Regions from separate parts of the Gossypium arboreum genome. Here region 1 is linked to region 2. The links are chromatin contacts, called in public Hi-C maps. All regions are on one chromosome and are shown on one strand. The core of a region is the stretch at or near the end of the contact, and the rest is flanking DNA. Distances in the headings are between cores, read along the strand shown. Region 1 holds the start of LOC108465021 (probable NAD(P)H dehydrogenase (quinone) FQR1-like 2). Region 2 holds the start of LOC108465023 (G-box-binding factor 1).

Region 1 (5,417 bases), core at 391-2,890, 140 kb after region 2:
AGAATTTAATCCCTGTACTTTTGTTTTAAAAAATTTAGTCACTCAATTTTTTAAAGTTCAAATTTCAGGTCCAATTATTAATACCTTTAAAAATTCTTTCGTTAAATTTGTTGGTGTAACATTTTGAAATAAAAAAACTTATTTAATAGTCGGTAACTAAAATAACAATGTTGTAATAAACTTGAATTTAACAAAATAATTTTAATAATATTAACAATTAAATTCTATTTTAAAATTTGAAAAGTAATTCAAAATTTATGAACAAGACTTATGGTGTATTTTAACAAAAAGTATAATTACAACTAAAGTTGGATATTGTTATATATTTATATCGTGAATTTTTATATTAAACAACTAAACCAATCTCATATAATTTATTTTCATTAATTAACGATAAATTTTATTGTTAAAATATGTCATATGTTCTTGTATTCTTTATAAATTTAGAATTTAATCTCTGTACTTTTATTTGTAGGAATTTAGTCTTTTACTTCTTTTTAAAATTTAGATCCAATTATTAAGCAGTTAAATTTTTTCTTTTAAATTCATTGGAGTGAAATTTTAAAATAAAAGAAATACCTATTTAGTAGCAATATAATTAAAAGAGATACTGTAATGAACTTTAATTTAATAAAATAATTTTAATAGTATTAATAATTATATCTAAAATTTGAAATCGGGACTAAATTTACTGAAATATGGATGTATTTTAACCTAAAATATTTTATAGACAAAAGAGTAGGTGATTTCATTTGTTCTTTTTTTTTTTTTAATGAACATGATACACTCAATCTTGATTAACGTGACAAAAAAGTAATCAAAATTAAAATCCAACCATTTAAAAGCAAAGCTTCAACTCAACTCCGAGTCAATGGTGATGTGATTGGAGGATAAGTCCTACACCAACTTATTATAAAGTTAAAATTTGTCGAAATTAATAAATTAAACAACATCGTTATACTTAAAAAAATTCAAGACACGCGTCGAACTACGAAGTCTTTAAATCTACAACTAAAACTATTTATTTTTCTCACCTAATTTCTGCAAAATTGAAAAGCTTAAAATGCCCCGCAAGTCTTTCTACTTTTCAAAATTAGAAATTTATTCATTATACTTTTATTTTATGGAATTTAATGTCCCTACTTTTTAGATTTTAAAATTCAGGTCTAATTGGTAACACCATTAACTTTTTTGTTAAATTCAAGTTAATTATAAAGTCATTTTTTAATTACATGGTCACCAAGTGAACATTTTTTTATTTGAAAAATATCACAATAACAAATTTAACAATGTTAATATTTGGACATGAATTTTAAAATTTGAAAAGTAGAAGGACTAAATTCCATGAAATATAAATACAGAGACTAAATTCCTAATTTTGAAAAATACATGGAGTTGTGACATATTTTAACCAAATAAAACGATATTATTAATTGTGTCAAAAAGAATATTAATACATTTTAAGGCTAAATGCATAAAACTTCCTAAACTATAACTCAATTGAGTGGTTGAATACTAATTTAGATTAGTCATAGATTAGATTTATAATAATAAAAATAAGTGTACATATACTATAAACGGCTGAGATGCAGGGATGATAAAAGTGGTGAATTTCAAGTAATATCCTAAAACTTTTTAGGTATGAAAGTGATAATAGTGAATAACTTGGGGCACCATTTGAATGTTTAAGCCAAATAGATATTATATTTATAAGTTGGTAAAAAAGCGTGCGAAACAGCGAATCTTCTTCTTCATCTATGTTTGGAGTTTGAATACAAAAAGAAAGTAAGGTTAAGCCTTTTCATTAATCCTCAAGCTTTTATTTTTGCCCATAAGTCTACTCCCAGTTTCCCTTAATCCTCCATGGGCAAAGGCGGAGGTTGTGTCCCAAGCAAAAAGAGACAACCTTCCTCTGCCGAAGGCTCTGCCACTGCCACTGCCACTACCGCCACCAACAACGCACCCATCGAAGCCGATGAAGAAACTCACGAAACTGCCAGTGTAGCTGTGAATTCTACGAATGCGCAATCAGTTACCGCCACTTTAAAAATCTTTATTGTTTACTACTCCATGTATGGTCACGTGGAGAAACTGGCCAAGCGGATGAAGAAAGGGGTCGACGGCGTGGAAGGTGTAGAAGCGGTTCTTTATCGGGTTCCCGAGACGCTCCCGGATGATGTGCTGGACCATATGAAGGTGCCGTCGAAAAACCCCGAGGTTCCAGAGATTAAAGCGGCGGAATTGGCGGAGGCGGATGGGGTTCTGTTTGGGTTTCCGACGAGGTTTGGCTGTATGGCGGCTCAGATGAAGGCGTTTTTCGATTCCAGTGGACAGCTTTGGAAGGAGCAGACTCTGGCCGGGAAGCCAGCTGGGTTCTTTGTTAGTACTGGAACTCAAGGAGGCGGCCAAGAGGCCACCGCGTAAGTTGGAATTTTGATTAACTTTCTCTGTTTTTGTTGCAATGGTCGACAATTTCCATAAATTTGGTTACTTTAGATAATACATTGCTCCCCAAACCCCTCCACATCAGCAGAGAAATTTTCATCAATAATGTCGTTTTCCTTCTCTTTACCTTTGTTCTTTCCTGAATTTGTTATCTCACAAGAGAAATCTAAGAAAGTTGGATCATGGAAAATACCTCGTAGATGATTCATGTTACCTAGTTTGACATCTAGAGTTGAACAAAGTGTTTATCGTTTAGCTCAGAGGTTACAAGTTATGGTAGATGTCTCATGAGATCAAATAGATGAAGATACAAGTTGGCTATAATAGTAAACTTATCCTATAAATTTATGTTTACTTGTAAGTGCTAAGATTTATCTTGAATCTGCGTAAGTTGGATGGTTTTGGTTGCATTTCAGAGGCTTTGTTCTTTCTATTACAAGTATGCTGAATCCTTTAATTTGTAGGTTTTATTTTAAACAACTACGGTTTAACTCTTAGCTTAGATTAAAACGTAAGACAATTGCTTCCAGTTTTACTCATGGCTAGGTTTTTACCATTTAAAGTAGATGATTTTAATGTCGATGTTTATGCTCACTGGAAGATGAAGTTTGTCTGACATGAGAATTTAATCTGATCTATAGAAGCCTTTTAGGCTTGAAAATGTTGAGTGGATGTTTCTTTCTATAGTGTTATTGGTTTCCTTCTCTTTTGTGTTTCAGTATTTTATACTTTATTGGTTTATTATCAATACAAGATGCTCTCTGCATTTCCAGAGGATTCATGGCGCTTTTTGTCCTAATTTATCACTTATCAGCTTTCATACAATTTGTACATCAGGATTATCTCTTCCTGTGATTTTTTTTTTGGTCCTTGACCAATGTAGTATTTAAAATATTTAAGAAGATTTATGCATTTCTTGTGCTTCCCTCTGGTTCAGTTGGACGGCAATAACGCAGTTGGCACACCATGGAATGCTGTTTGTTCCTATTGGCTACACTTTTGGAGCTGGTATGTTCAAGATGGATTCCATACGAGGAGGTTCTCCGTACGGTGCTGGAGTTTATGCAGGTGATGGCACAAGAGAACCAACTGAAACTGAGCTTGGGCTTGCAGAGCATCAGGGAAAGTACATGGCTGGTGTGGTCAAGAGGCTTTGTCAAGCTTGACATTCCCCACACTTGAGGGTCGCATACTTTGTTGATTGTTCATTAGGTGAATTGTGTTTGAATTTGTCCTTGGTCTTGCCATTTCTCAGCATGAGAGATGTCACTTATATTGGTATTTATTTCACCATTTCTTTTTGTCAATTCCATTCAGTTGAGAAAGATGTACATGATTTGATCTTCTTGTGTCTTGTCTTATCAAATAAGATGTATCATATGTGGCCATCGGGATTTTTGGTTTGTATAATTTCCATTGTGTAATTCACCACAAGCTTTGATTTAATAAAAGAAATTTCATTTGTCTGTCTCTGGTGGATAAAGATGAGATGAATTGGCATACTCAACCTGTCTGCGAATCTCTAAGTGCATGATTTTTTTTTCCCTGTAAATGATTTAGATTTGCTAATTTTTGTGATTTTTTCTGCTTCTGCCTTCTAGTTATTCAAAAACAGACATCGTTTCATCAATCCAGCAAGTGCATTATACGAAGATCCACCCTTCATCCAAGCCTTCTCTGCACTATGTTTTAACTTTTCACTCTGTCTCTTATTTTTCTCCCTTCATCAAATATTTTCTTTACCATTGCCTCGATCTCTTCCCTCCCGACGACACCCTTTGCGTAAGCGTGGGGCGAATAAATTTTTAGGCTGGTCCGCAAAAAATTTGGTACTACACATGTGTTTTCACAACGGATCATTTGTATCTCTTCTATTCCGAAGATTCAATCGGGAAATTCTTCACTTTTCAACATTTTACTAACTCGTTCTTAGTCAATCCCAATTCATAGTTTACATCAATTGATCATTCTATAGGCAGCCACATCTCATATAGTAACAAAAGATAATAAAAAAAAGGATCGAAATATTATTTACATACAAACTTACGTTGGTGCAAAATATAGAAATTTTGCAACTTAGTCCACAATCTTTTCCTTTCCCCGATCAAGGTCGATTCCACGTATTTCTTGGTCTATAATAACACATTTGACTTATTAAAATGCTCACATTATTCAATAACCCAAAAACATCCTATGGCAAAATTTACAATTTTGCCCCTAAAGTTTCACAAAATTACGATTTTTCCCTAGGTTCGGGAAATAATTTTTATTCAATTTCCTTGTATTTTAGGCTTATTCGAATCATTTTCATAACTATATCAGTCCACAATTTGCATTAAATCACACACTTACACACATTTTACACTTTTTTACAAACTAGTCCTTTTATGCAATTTCAACAAAAATCACTTAGTAAAAGTTGTTTATCACTCTCCAAACATTCATATTCTTCCATAAAACATCAAAATACATGCATGTAATCCATGGGTAAAATTTTAAATATAAACCCTAGCTCAAAATATTGGTAGAAATAGGTAAACCGAGCTACGAGGATCTAAAAAATGTAAAGAACATTAAAAACGGAGCTAAAACGGACTTAAAATCGAGCTTGGAAGTTTGAAAAACCCTAGCTATGTCTTCCTCATGTGAAATTCAGCCATGGGGTTGAAGATGGACAAAAATTGGCTTTTAATTTTGTTTTTAATTCATTTTAATAACTAAATGACCAAAATGCCCTTAATGAAAAACTTTGGAAACATGCCCAAACATGTCCATTTTTGTCCACCAACTTAACCAATGGTCTAATTGCCATATAAGGACCTCCAATTTAAAATTTCATAACAATTGGACACCTCTAACATGTACAACTCAACTTTTGCACTTTTTATAATTTTAGTCCTTTTGACTAAATTGAGTGCCCAAACGTCAAAATTTTCGAACGAAATTTTTACAAAATAATTCCATAAAAATGT
Region 2 (5,158 bases), core at 824-3,323:
CAATAGTGATTTTAAAAGAGGAATCACCTGGCCTCCCCATATATATGGATGCGGAGTTGTTGAAGCAACAGTTGAGGCAAAAAAGGGAGGTGGAGTAGCTCCGGCACCATAATAAGCCTAAACAAGAAGATGAGTTGTAAGCTCTAACAATTATTTACAGGACAAAGACATTTTTAGTAAACTTCATCAATGTGATCAACAGTTGAAAAATAAGACAAACCATAAGACTTATGTACTATACAAACCTGCATCTGGCTTGACCAATCAGGATATGCAGGTGTCGTAGGCATCTCCTATAAGTAAAAAGTAGAAAAATCAGTAAAGCTCAACCGCTTGCTAGTGATGAGAGAACATGAATGATATGGGCACATTATTTGTTCTTTTCTTTGGGTGGAGATAAGGCAAGAATGATATACCTGAGCTGAAGCAGTAGGTTTAGAATGCTTGGCAGGTGAGCTCTCTTCTTCTGTTCCCATAACCACTTTGGCAAACTTCTTAATTTCAGCAATTTTAAAATAAAATTTGATCGTCAATGACTTTTATGAAGCACCTGTGAATCCAAAACCAAGTAAACAAGTATATCAGAGATGAGAGATCACAAGAAATTATCTACCAATGACACAACTAACAAGGAGGGGGAGAAAAATGGGAAACTATAACTAGCTATCGGGAATATGTAGGAACATCATTTATGAGCCCATGGAGCATAAATCTAAATAGATTTCAGGCAGCATATTATCATGAATGGACTACAATGAGAAAAATAATCGAACCGGACTCAATGCTCCGCAACATTGTAAACAACACTCACATGATCCAACAAAAAGACAAAACTTACCCTAAAATATTGAAAACAAATTACAACAGTTTCAAAATAACTTAAAAACCATTTAAAGAAAGCTAAAATCTAGAAATAAACTTGTTACTTTTTAAAGATCTTCTGTTATCTTGGTCACATCTCCAGCAGCGAATAAATACAAAATGATACAAATTAGGTTGTTAATTTACACTTCCATATAAACTAACTTAAAGACAAATCACACATTCTTGTCCTAACAAGTGAAGCACTCAGAGGAAAGCATCATGTTTGTAGCTAATTTAGCCATATGCAAAATAGAGGTAGAGTATCAATCGTTTCCATAAAGCGACAACCTTGAAATATAAAGTAATTCTTTAATTCTAATAATTTGTTAATTAACTCCAATTTGTTCCCTACAAAAGGAAAAATCCGACTTTTTCAACAATTCCCATATTAAACAAAAAATTAGAAGGAAAAAGAAAAAGAAAAATCAGTAGAAATTGGCGGTATCTGTTTTAAATAGACCACAGCTAAAGCTAGTCAACAATTAGCCCTCTTAATTCTTCATGCAGATTATAGTAAAAACCTAACGTTGACCAGCAATTGTCGTATTACAGCTGGAATCCATACACCTTCTCCACATGTTAGAAAAAAAAAGAAAGAAGAAGAGAACATACATTATCAGTGAATGGATTCTTAGTTTCTTACTGATGAATATGCTAAAGAACTGGGTTTTTTTTGTTTTTTCCCAAAATAGTAAAAGCTAATTTTAATCTTCAAGCCAAAACCACACGATTTCCCATAGGCATAACACAGGCAAAACTTAAAAGAAACAATATAAAGATAAAAGTTGAGAGAAGAACGAGTAAGTAATACTAATCCAACTGATAAATCAAAGTTTAAAAAAAAAAAACAAGAGATAAGAGAAAAAGAAAGAAATCCTGAAACAAATTTATTAATGGCATAAATGAACAGAAATAGAAGGAAAGAAATTTAGCTTCTAAACGCTTTTAACATTACTTATAAAAAACACAATATTAAGAAGAAGAAGAAGAAGAAGAAGAAGAAAGAAGAAAGAAAGACCTGCTTTCATGGCGTTGAAAAGGGTAGTAAGGAGGAAGTCCAAGTGGAAACACTTTAAATAAATAAATAAAAAGGGGATATTACCAAGAGAAAGACATTTATTTGTATAAACAATATTTTTTTTTTTTTGCTTCTTATATTTCCTTATCCGACGGCTGAGAATAAAGAATAAAAAAATCGTACGAGAAATTGAAGTACAATGTTCTTTGTTTAGTTTGGAAGGAAAGAAAAAGAAAGAGAAGAGAAAGGGGGGTGTCAAGTTTTATAGCGAAACTACATCGTTTAGGTTTGAACTTTTTTCTTTTTGGTCTTAAGGTTATTATCCGTATAGGCTTGTGTGGCTTCCACGTCACTGAAACATTATCCATTTATATCGCACCGCCTTTGACTTCATTCTTATTGGCTTTCAGGCTTTTATTTTTTATTAATTTAGCCGTACTTGATGGGGCATGGTTCCTGCTGGTTTCACCATTTAGCAGATGGAAATTGGTCCCTCTCTCAGCCGGACTAAGCCCAACCACGCTTCCCATTCACGAAATAAGTACATCTCTTGAAACAAAAGACAAAAACTTTGATAAAAGCTTTATGTATATTTAATTATATCTTTGACTGTTTCTGAGGTGTATATATATAAAAAGCATTGATGTCCAATTGACAGTTCTGTGAAGTTTATGTTTACTGAAAGAAGGGCATAAGCCATTCATGTACATTTTGTACCCAAAACATGATAAGCCATCATCCTGCCTGATCAATTCGATAAGCAATCATCGAAGCAGATGAAGAATGAGGTATAAGACTTCGATTTCCTCCCCTTGTCGTTACACTTATTTGTAACATGCCCGGTATCGACTGACTCTTCCTCTGCATGGCTTCCGGAACGATCAATTTCCATTTGCTTAGGAGGTGTAGTCTCTGGTGGGCTACAGTTGCGGAGGAAGTTGGTAAGAGAGGCAGTGATTTCCTTAAATTCTGGTCGAATCTTCGGGTCCTCTGCCCAACAGGACTGCAGGAGAGATACAATCTCTGTTGGAAGACCTTCCACAGAAGGCCTTTCGTTCTGAGGATTGCAAAAGGGATATAGTTAGAAATTGTTAAAAATTATTGACATGAGAAATGAAAGTTCAGCTTGCCTTTGCCGCTGCATATGCCGCTGTTACATTATCCCTTCCCTTGAATGGAGCTTTGTTCGTCAGTATCTCCCAAAGAACAATTGAGAAACTGTACACATCGACTTTGTGGTCATAGTGTTTCTTTGCTCCGATTGGGAGTGGATCTCTGCTGTATATCTAATTTGGATAAAAGAAAAACAAGTTAGGCATTACCAGAAAACTAGGAAGATAAGCCACTACTAGATTAATTTAGAACCATTATAAGAAAAGCACCTCAGGAGCCATCCACCGGTAAGTACCAGCCTCACAGGTCATTCCACCCAATACTTCCTCTCTAGCTAGTCCAAAGTCAGCCAGCTTGATGCACGTTCTATCCTCGGAGAGAAGTAAATTGCCTGTCATGAGATTAAAGGATATATAAGAAACAGACTGTCTTCTGGCATAATATTTTCACTCAATGTTGAGGTGTTTGTCTGTTGATGAAGTCAATCACAATAAAAAAGTACTGCAATGTCTAAATGCTTAGTATCAGCTTCTAAAGTCCTTAGGCATTTTAATGCATATCAGCGAAAACTTTCCGTTCCAGCACAATCTATACTTTGTTTGGTCACCTGACATTACTAGCATAGTCAGTTTATCATATCTGTTCAGGAAAACATGAAATTTTGCTGTATCTTAAGTCTTGGTCAGTGCAAGCAAGTGAAAGAATAAGCATATCATTAACTGTTTACCAAATAGCAGCAACTAGAATATTGAGATGAGAATAGAATGAATTACTTGGCTTCAGATCACGATGAATAATGCCATTGGCATGCAGGTATTCCATAGCTCGGGAAATACCCAATGCAAGACGTAAAGCAAAATCCAGTTCAAGACGCTTGGGGCGCATGTTCCACAGATACCTCTGAAGTGTATCACCTTTCATGAGTTCAGTAACTATCATCATAGTCGGCTCCAGGGAACAGCCAACAAACTGCTTCAGCAAAACATATCTGAATTAGAAGGACAAGGTAATTTAATGCAAATATGAATAGCAGTTTCAGAGAATAATGTAAGTTAAAATAGCCACAAATATCAGAGTGCCGTATGAACATCTTCCATAGATGGCTATATCATTGACATGCAGGGAGACAGTATCCTCAAACCAAATCCAACAACTTAGTTTGCTTATGAAGCCTGTTAGCAGGTTGGCTAGTGAGGAGGATACGGCAATATACTAGCAAACCGTAATACTAAAACTTAATCACACGTTGCTGGCTGTTGGGAGCTTGAAATGGAAGAGAGTGAAGGTGAAAAGGTAAAATTAGACATACACTAAAAGAGGTAAAGGGTAAGTTTTTAAAAACCTTTACAACATTTTCATGGTCCATCCTAGACAGCAGGAAAACCTCCCTCTGAAATTTCTCCTTATGCTCGCGAATTACAGCTGATGGATTACTTGGCTGAATCATCTTCACAGCAACAGGTTTGGATTTGTAGCTTGAACAAAATGAAGTAACCATCAGTGTCACGGATCCAAATTATTCGTTAACAGAAAATTGAAATTTATTGCAGCAGTATAGCCTTCTAGAACACCACATTAAGAGCAAGCATCCAATCAAATTTGCACAATGTTAAACATAATATTGCAGAATTACTAAGCATGGGCACAAAGGTATTGTTTTGTAATCGGAAACAAATAAACTTTGCCTCTTTTCTCATGCATAACTGTTAAAATACAGGGCAATGAGGAATTCATTTACCACAGCATCCATAATAGAGAGGCTGCTTTAGCACGCAAACAATATCAAAACAAGATAGCATCGAGGGAGTTCAACTTCATTGAATTCGACATAAAACATAAACGATATTGTTTGATATTGACATACAACCGGCTGCTGAGGAAATTTGACACTATATCCAAGGATGTCCTGTCAACTAGCATTTAATCATAATCGATTGGATGATGAGTCCTTTAAACGTCAACTATGCAATTCCACTGCAGTTCACATACACGTGGCGCTAATAACATCTAAATGTAATTAGAATCGATCGCAAAGTGATTTGGTGATGAGTCCTTTAACCGTCAACTATGCTATTAACAAAGGTTCCACTGCAGTCCACATACACGTGGCGCTAACAACATCTAAATGTAATTAGAATCGATCGCAAATTGATTGGATGATGA

Evidence for each region. A called contact is a pair of places that touch in the nucleus more often than the background predicts.
Region 1: a Hi-C map of leaf shows a contact between it and region 2, with 7 times the contacts expected there. The contact joins the promoter of LOC108465021 here to the promoter of LOC108465023 in region 2. A contact is called at or near these places in 3 of 5 Hi-C or Micro-C datasets (all in leaf).

Annotation. Positions count from the first base shown.
Region 1 is chr11:28,364,715-28,370,131 of ASM2569848v2, forward strand. It overlaps LOC108465021 (probable NAD(P)H dehydrogenase (quinone) FQR1-like 2), which reads left to right and starts at 1,641. Exons shown (of 2, transcript XM_017765323.2): 1 at 1,641-2,420; 2 at 3,383-3,915. The coding sequence starts at 1,864. The coding sequence ends at 3,611.
Region 2 is chr11:28,228,561-28,233,718 of ASM2569848v2, forward strand. LOC108465023 (G-box-binding factor 1) reads right to left here and starts at 2,074. Exons shown (of 12, transcript XM_017765324.2): 1 at 1,883-2,074; 2 at 417-550; 3 at 246-293; 4 at 28-117. The coding sequence starts at 476. It overlaps LOC108465028 (serine/threonine/tyrosine-protein kinase HT1-like), which reads right to left. Exons shown (of 6, transcript XM_017765329.2): 2 at 4,338-4,470; 3 at 3,769-3,964; 4 at 3,265-3,386; 5 at 3,013-3,168; 6 at 2,453-2,939. The coding sequence ends at 2,631.